Regions from separate parts of the Macaca mulatta genome. Here region 1 is linked to region 2. A link is a contact called in public Hi-C data. All regions are on one chromosome and are shown on one strand. The core of a region is the stretch at or near the end of the contact, and the rest is flanking DNA. Distances in the headings are between cores, read along the strand shown.

Region 1 (4,433 bases), core at 701-3,200, 71 kb after region 2:
CTCACTCTCATTATCCCTCTCCTTCCCCCTTCCCACCTTCTTCTATTAGAGTTCTAACCTCTCCAAGCCCCTCTTGTCTTTCCCTGGCTTCCATCCTAAATCACCCCTTCCCTTCTCCGGCAAGCTTCTACATGCTACTCATCTCTCCATCAAGCCACCATATTGAAGCTTCGGATATCTGCTCTCCACAGCCAAGTCCCCAGTGATCTCTCTGCTTCTGACACAGTGGACGCCATTCAGATCTGTCTTGCTGGCAGCAATCCTCACTTTGAGCAGCGCTCTCCTACTAGGACACCCCTCCTTGACTACAACCCCACATTCCCCACTTCCTGGACTCTTCTGTCACTGGAGGATGACTCCCAGGTGTGAATCTTCATCCCACATCCCTTGCTCAAGCCCCCGATCCTCATATCCAGCTTTATCCTCACGGGATGCTTCACCAGGATGAATCGCAAGCACCTCAGACTCAGGGTGTCCCAAACCACTCACCTACCTGGCAAGCCTGCACCCTGCATGGGCCTCATCCTGAACGTGGCACCATCACCTGCCACAATATCCAGACCAAAAACACCCTTCAATATCCTTGACTCTCCTTTCTCCCCCTGCGTACAGTCTGTATACAGACTCCAAGTTCTACTGAGAATATTCCCTCCTACCCGCCTCACATTTGCCCAGCCTTCCCCATCTCTGCCTCTATCACCATAGTTCAAGCTCTCGCATGGTCTCTTCCTGCTTACCTGTTCTTCCTGCCTCCTTAAGCATGCTCATGACACTGGCCATGTCACTTGCCTCCACCCATCACCTGCTAGGCTCTTAGCTGGAGTCTGGGCCCTGCTACCTTCCTTCCCTTCTTCCCCACCCTTGACTCCACCTCCCTGTGCTTCAGTCAACCAGATAACTTGAGTTTCCTGAATGCATGCCTCAGTTTACCTGGTTAACTCCTTTTCAACTTTGAGGCCTCAGAGCCAGCATCACCCTGTCAGGGCCAGGTGCCTCTCTCAGCTCCCAAAGCCTCAGCTACTCTTCCTGGAACATCATTGGCTTGGGTTGTGGATTTCCCCAACTTGGAGCTTTTTCACAAAGGGCTTAGGTCTCACTCATTCTATTCATCCATCTGTGTCTCCCCAGGGCTAGCAGTGTCAAGTAATTGATGGGTCATTAACAGGTGCTTGGGTGAGTATTACCTCTTTACCATGTGACAATTTGTTTACCTGCCCTGAGCTCCTCCAGGGCAGGACTCTTGCCTTTGCAGCATGTATCTGGCAGGTACTGTTGCAGAGATGTTTACTGAAGGAGGGAATGAGTTAGTACCAAGGTGAGGACCCCACCCTTCCCCACGGGCTCCAAAAGCAGCTTAGAGCACAACAAAACCTGCCCCACATTTTTGGCGTTTCTGTGGATCACACGATTTACTCATCAGTCTTTCAATGAGCTTGACAGGTGGGGTGGGGGTGGAGGGATTAGAGATTGAGGAGCTGGGGAGGGGGGCCGGCTCCTGGGTTGCAGAAACGAGTCTGATGGGCCACAGTGTTTTGGGAATCAGCACTGCCTCCCCTCACCCCTCCCTGCAGTGTTCTGTAGCCTCAAGATCAGTGAGGGCCCCCACTATGCAGGACTCAAGCCCCAGAGACAGCTGTCCCTCAGTCCCAAGGTCCCCATTTGGAAGCAACCACAGGAGGCCTAAGGGGCCCATACCCTTGGTTCGAGGGAGCCTGTGGCGAGAGAGGGAGGGAGGGAGTGAGGGCTGGCAGTGTGGGCGAGGGCTGGGAAAACTGTGAGCACGGGCACAGTGCAGAACAGGGTGGGTGCCCAGCGCAGCCGGGGGCGCGCGGGTTGGGAGGCGCCAGGCGGCCCGCCCTTCATGCACGGGCCGGCCCAGCTTCCCCGCCCCTGGCGTCCGCTCCCTCTCGCTCGCCGCTTACTTAACCTGGCCCGGGCTGCGGAGGCGCTCTCACTTCCCTGGAGCTGCCTGCTCGCCCGTCTGTCGTTAGCTCGCTCGGTGCGCGTCGTCCTGCTCCATGGCGCTCTTCGTGCAGCTGCTGGCCCTCGCGCTGGCTCTGGCCCTGGACCCCGCCGCGACCCTGGCGGGTCCAGCCAAGTCGCCCTACCAGCTGGTGCTGCAGCACAGCCGGCTCCGGGGCCGCCAGCACGGGTAAGCCGAGCCGCCCGGCCAGGGGCCGCGGAGGGTCAGGTCGTCGGGGCTCGGAGCGCACGCCGCTGGGGGCATTGAAGTGGGCTGGGGGCGCAGGGAACAAAGCCCGAACTAAAAGCCGGCAGCGTGGAGCGCTTGGACACCAGCCCCGCACGCGGTGGAAGGAGAGAGGGAGGGAGGTGCGGGACCATGGAGGGAAAGCGGTCGGCCGCCGCTTTGTAGAGGAAGTGAGTAGGGAAGCGGACCAGAGATCCTCAACTCAGGCCAAGAGCCTGAGACGGATAGCGCTTTCAGCTTCTGCTCCCAGCCACTGGAGAATGGGGGAAATGGCAACTCTTTGGCCATAATCACCGTGGGAAGGTGCCGAGGGCAAAGCTCACCCAGCAGTGCACCTATTCCAACCCAGCCAGGCCCCCGGCCAGCGACTGCAGACAAGAACGTAGGCCACACACGGTGGCAGCATCCAAGGTGCTCCTGGCTCCTGTGCACCTGGCCAGGCCCTGCACTCAGATTCTGCTGGCACCTGACACTACTCTCTGGGCAGAGCAAGGGCAGTGTGGCACTTCTTGCCCTGCCTGATGAAGAGCAGGAGAATGCACTGGGCCCTCACACACACTGTTCAAATGGGGAAGCTGAGTCCCGAGTGGTTCCACTTTCCCACAGTCCTGAAGTGTGCGCTGGAACCAGGATTGGAGTCTGTCTTAAAGTATTAGCTGGGTTTGTAGATGTAGGACACTATCGTTGCAGGAATTCCTTTGAGACACTGAAGATGTGTTGACTTTAGGAGACAAACTCAAGCAGGTCTGATCTGATAGTGGCCCTAACACAGACCCAGGCAGAGGCAGGCAACATTTCTACATCAAAAACCAGGCCATACCTGCGTCGCACATACCCAGGTTTTGCTGCAGCTTGCAGCCTACCTGGTTGCACCAACTTCTTTTTCACAACTAGGTACAACTATATATGAGTAGAATCTCACAGTGACTCCTCAGAGGAGTCCCCAAATACCATCAGGGTCTGGCATTCACACCCACAAGCAATGCCCAGACCTCCAAGAGACTGGGCAGATCTGTACTCAAATCAAAATTTATTGGTGGGAGTGATAGAGTTGACTTCATAGGCCCTGACTGTCTTGGCTCCTTGCACTAGGAGTGCTCTTGGTACCGGTACAGGCTGCCCCTTGTAGGGCATAGTTGCCCTTGTTTCCTCTGCTTGTGGCTTTATAGTCTAGGCCTTTCAGGAGTTTGGGACTTTGGGGGAGAGGACCTGCTGGGAACACATCTGGCCACCCTGCAGAGTGAAATCAAACCAGGCCTGGCTGCAGCGTCAACACCCTCCTGGAAACAGGAGAACACTGGGGATATCCTGGGGTCTTTCTGGAAGTGGGAGAATCACCTTTGACTTGGGCAGTGTGCAGAATAGAGTGAGGGGGGATGTCAGAAAGATGAGAGGAATATGAGGCTCAACATCAAAATGCGAGCAACTGGCATTTTTATTGTCTCTGCCCACCTCTCCGTTGGTCTCTCTGCCTTTCCTGCCAATGAATTGTGTTATGTTAGGGTGCCTCAATCTGCTTTGGAGGTTTCTGTTTCTTCTGTATCTTCACCCTAAGTCAGGAGAAGATCCTTATAGCATGCCTTGCAACAATGTCACTTGTAAGGGCATCTCTCTGCACAGCCACAGTGAAGGATCCTCAAAGGTGTGGAGGGCTTTCCATCAAGAGCCATCTTTATAGCAAACATCTTTCCCTTCAGAGCCCAGAAGAGTGGTGACCAGCTGGAAAATAAAGTTTTTTTCTTAAATGCAGATGCTCCTGATTATGAGTTCCAGATATTAGATCAACTTCCCCACCATACCCCTGCAGGCAAATCCTCTTGATTAGCTTCCTGCAGCATAGCTGGAAAGGCCTATTGTAATCTGTGATGGGCAGAGTAATCTAAGAAGTCACAGGAGCACCTCTCTCCCAGTAGAATCTGGATGCGCATGCACATGAACCATAGCACAATGGTTGCAGGCACAGTTGTATTTACTATGATCTAACTGTCCCTGTTAATGCCACAGGGCTGCCTGGCCTGGCACACATGGGTGTGGCACCTCGTGCAAATGGATAACGTTGGTCAAGCTCCAGCCTTTCATTCAAAGTGGAAACTGGTATAAAGGGAAGGAAAACTTTGCTATTTTAAGGAATTGTAGCGTGCTGCCTGATACGAAGGAAGAAGTAACAGCTGTGCCTTGCTTGTGCGCAGCACTTGATGGCCACTTTTGCTTTCGTCCTCACCAC
Region 2 (4,103 bases), core at 881-3,380:
CAACTTCCTACCTTTGAGCAGAGTACTGTCCACAGCCATGGCGGTCACACGTCCGGATCTCGTTGGAAGACTTGCCAGCACATATATTAGCCCATGGCCCTGCCAGTGCTAAAAAGGAGAAACATGAGAGCAGAGCTCCTGGCCTCAGACATTCCCTATCTCCATTTGCCTTATCAGTCACACAGTGGATCCTGACAATTCTGTTTTCACTGTAGTTTTCCCCAAACTTTATGTATTTGTGGGAAGGTCATCTTTCCAGAATTTTATATCCTGATTCAGATGTAAAATTGGTTTTTTCCCAGGCCACAGAATTCTGCCTTGTTATGTTAGAGCATTAGTGAATACAACTTTTTTTTTTGAATTGAAGTCTCACTCTGTTGCCAGGCTGGAGTGCAGTGGCATGGTCTCAGCTGACTTCAACCTCTGCCTCCTGGGTTCAAGTGATTCTCCTGCTCCAGCCTCCTGAGTAGCTGCGACTACAGGTGCACACCACCACACCCAGCTAATTTTTGTATTTTTAGTCAAGACGAAGTTTCACTATGTTGGCCAGGATAGTCTTGATCTCTTGACCTCGTGATCTGCCTGCCTCAGCCTCTCAAAGTGCTGGGATTACAGTCATGAGCCACCGCACCCGGCTGAATGTGTCTCTTTATAAGCATTGGCCTCCATCATTATACCTTGCTTCAGATCCATTAGTAAATGGTATAAGTTGTGCTTTTCTATTTTTCTTTGCTCATTATCTGCCATGGGGATCATTATTTTTAGATTAAGCAAAAATAATAAAACAGCATGGCTCAGAAAATAATTTTAGAAATTGTAATTTTGAAATGGTTCTACTAATCAAATCCAAGCAAATGTTTGAATTAAAGGAAAAACGAACTCTGAACTAGCCAAGTTTGTTTAACACTAGATATCTCATACTTGCAAACATGGAAGGGAAGAGGGAGATTGTTAGAAATAATCTGAAATGTTAAACCAATTTAGCCTAGACTGAGATTAGGAGAGAAGGTGGGAAAAGGAGTAGAACCAATTATATGAAAAATTATGAAACATGGAGGAAGGGCTGCTTTCTCAGCAGACTTGGTGCAAACTTTGTTTTAGGCACAATTCATCTCTTTAGTATAGTAAGCACTTGATAAATGTTCAATTGAATTAAACATCCTGGATTTCTGGTGTTAACATTCACAGAGAGATACAGTAAGCACACTCAACCTTGCACTTTGAAACAAGCAAAAGCAAGAGTCTGGTAATTTGACTATTGATTTTATTTAAAGACATTTTACTCTTCATTAATACCTATGCTGTGAAGAGAAGCTACAGAATATGGCCATTAAGCCTCTTCTTTAAAATACTTTTAAAAGATGGGTTTCAAAAGTTTTATGCCTTGGAGCCAAGCTCCAAATCAACACCTTGATCAAGATATAATCCCATCAGTTTGTCAACTAATCTTTATCCTTGGGAATTGAGGCAAATATCAGACAGTGTAGTAATTTATGCACCTTTTCTCCTTCTCTGAGTATTAAGGGAGCATTCCCTTTGTCTTAATCCACACCAGTCTCTGTATTAGTATCTGTATCAGAATTTGATTTTGATCAAAATCAGAATCAAATTCTTATATCAACTTTTTATTATCTAGTTTTGTTCTAGTTAAGTCCCAGACCAAAACTGAAAGGCTTTGTAATGTCTTCTCAACCCACTATTATGTTTCCCTCATTAAAGAACCGGAACATTCCATTTAAATTATTTAGAACATCATCAGGACCATGTATCATTCCTGTTTCATTTTTTAATAGCCAAATACACAAGTCTTTGTTGTGATCATGCTATTAATGACTTTTTAATCTTTTTAATCTTCCCCTGAAATCAGTTTTTAAAAATTAACATTCTAAAATTGCACTTTCGACTTACCAGTAGAAATCAGACCAGCCAAAAGGAGGACTTTGGTGGAAAACATCTGGGTTTACTTCCTTTATGTTTCTTCCTCCGATTAGAGTTGCCCCCACACTCTCTTTGAAGAATATTCAAGTTTGAATGAATACTTCCTAGCTATTTAGCCTTAGAATCATGCATCTTTCATTTCTTTAGTGTGAGACACAAAAAATATAAGAGAATGGAGCAAGTCAAGTTCTAATATTCCATGGATAGCTATTTGATTTGCAGGTAGGGCCTATGTAAAAGCCTTTGATCTGAAGAAGCAGCCAATTATATTGGAAACACTGACTAAATATTAACAGAAAATGATAAGGCAAGGTGCGTATCGACAGTCTTCTGGGCTGTGGCTTGTAGGAGAATGTTCGTGCGAATGATGGAATATTTAGTGCTGTCTGCTGGTAGATCTTTCTTTTATTTCCTTTAGAGCACGTATTTCAGAAGAAAATTGATCATTAATAATGTATAGCCCTTCATAACATATTCCTTAATATATCGTTTAAGTGTTTTTGAATTATCAGTTTAATTATATTTTATCTGTGTAATATTTGCAAATAACTTTAATATTTTAATAAAATTGCCTGCACTTACCTTAAATATGTGATTTTTAAATGTTTTCTTGTTTGTGATATGATAATACCATTAAAACATCCATTAATAAAGGAAAAAAGATTAAGTATAATATAGTCATTGATATGGTTTGGATCTGTGTCCCCACCCAAATCTGATGTTCGATTGTAATTCCCAGTGTTGGAGGTGGGGCCCGGAGAGAGGTGATTGAATTATGGGGCTAGAGTTCTCATGAATGGGTTAGCATCATCCCCTTGGTGCTGTTGTCATGATAGTGAGTGAGTGAGTTATGGTGAGATCTGGTTGTTTAAAAGTGTATAGCACCTCCCCTGTTCTCACTTCCTCCTGCTTTAGCCATGTAAGACGTGCCTGCTTCCCCTTTGCCTTCTGCCATGATTTTCAGTTTCCTGAGACCTCTCAAGAAGCTACCATGCTTTCTGTACAGCCTGCAGAACTGTGAACCAATTAAACCTCTTTTCTTTATATATCACCCAATCTCAGGTATTTCTTTATAGCAATGCAAGAACAGACAAATACAGTCATACAATGGAGTAAAATATAACAATTTAAATGAAAACAATCTATATATATTAACACAGCTAGATCTCTAGATATATGGTTGAATTAAAAAGCTATTTTTAGAATTATATATATAGAGTATACTATTTATGATATTTAAAATCTAAAAACAAAGAAGAATATTAATCTTAGTGAATGCTGTATATATAATAAAAATATGCACAGACTACCTTTAAGATAGTAATTACTTCTGGATAGTGAGAGAAATAAACCTGTGGAAGGATATACAGAGTACATAAACTCTAAAATATTTTATTTCTAAAAAAAAAATCAGAAGCAAATATGTAAAAATATTAATTTGTTAATTATTGGAGATAGACACATGGATGTTATATTACCCTGAACTTTTCTGGGGACTTAAATTTTCAGTGTGTTTCAAATACATGTTCATAACTCCTTTTTAGCTTACTATTAGATGAGCACCTGGAATTTTCTATGGAAGCTTCCCCATTTAAATTTAGTGTCAGTAGCTGTGGGAGATTGGGATTGTGGCCCCCGTTCTTCACCCTCTCTGCGTCCACACCTTTGCCATGTCTCATGGGGGTAAAGGGAACTTTCCTCATCCTTGATTTTGGGTTTAACTGTGTGGCTTTGACCACTAAGATGAGGCAGAAGTGGCAGTGGGTCAGGAAAGCCTGGGTCCTCTGGGGCCTTAGTCTTTGCAAACTCCTTCTGTGTTTTTGCATCGCCGTGAGGCAGATGATCCTGCTGCCCTGGGAAGGGAATGGACGCCACGCAGAGCATGGTTGCCCCCGCAAAACCCAGCCTAGTACACCCTATAAATGTGTGGGCTTAACTGGGTGTCATTGGAAGCCACTGAGTTTTGATGTGGTATGTTACACAACAATAACTAAACGATGCCAATGAGATTATGCACCTAATTGTTTTTGCTTTACAATTGTTTTTGCTTTATGCACCTAATTGTTGATGCACCTTTCAAGGAGGCATCTAATGTATACAACATAGAATGCCAACGCATTGAGTACATCAAGGATCTGAGTCAATGTACTAAAAGAATAGATAAG

What was found. Hi-C and Micro-C count contacts between places; a contact is called where the count stands out from the background.
Region 1: a contact with region 2 is called in a Hi-C map of liver, with 2.5 times the contacts expected there. The contact joins the promoter of TGFBI here to the promoter of LECT2 in region 2. A contact is called at or near these places in 2 of 14 Hi-C or Micro-C datasets (fibroblasts and liver).

The regions. Positions count from the first base shown.
Region 1 is chr6:144,937,399-144,941,831 of T2T-MMU8v2.0, forward strand. It overlaps TGFBI (transforming growth factor beta induced), which reads left to right and starts at 1,951. Exons shown (of 17, transcript XM_015140963.3): 1 at 1,951-2,152. The coding sequence starts at 2,019.
Region 2 is chr6:144,865,726-144,869,828 of T2T-MMU8v2.0, forward strand. It overlaps LECT2 (leukocyte cell derived chemotaxin 2), which reads right to left and starts at 2,131. Exons shown (of 4, transcript NM_001194884.2): 1 at 1,909-2,131; 2 at 12-108. The coding sequence starts at 1,954.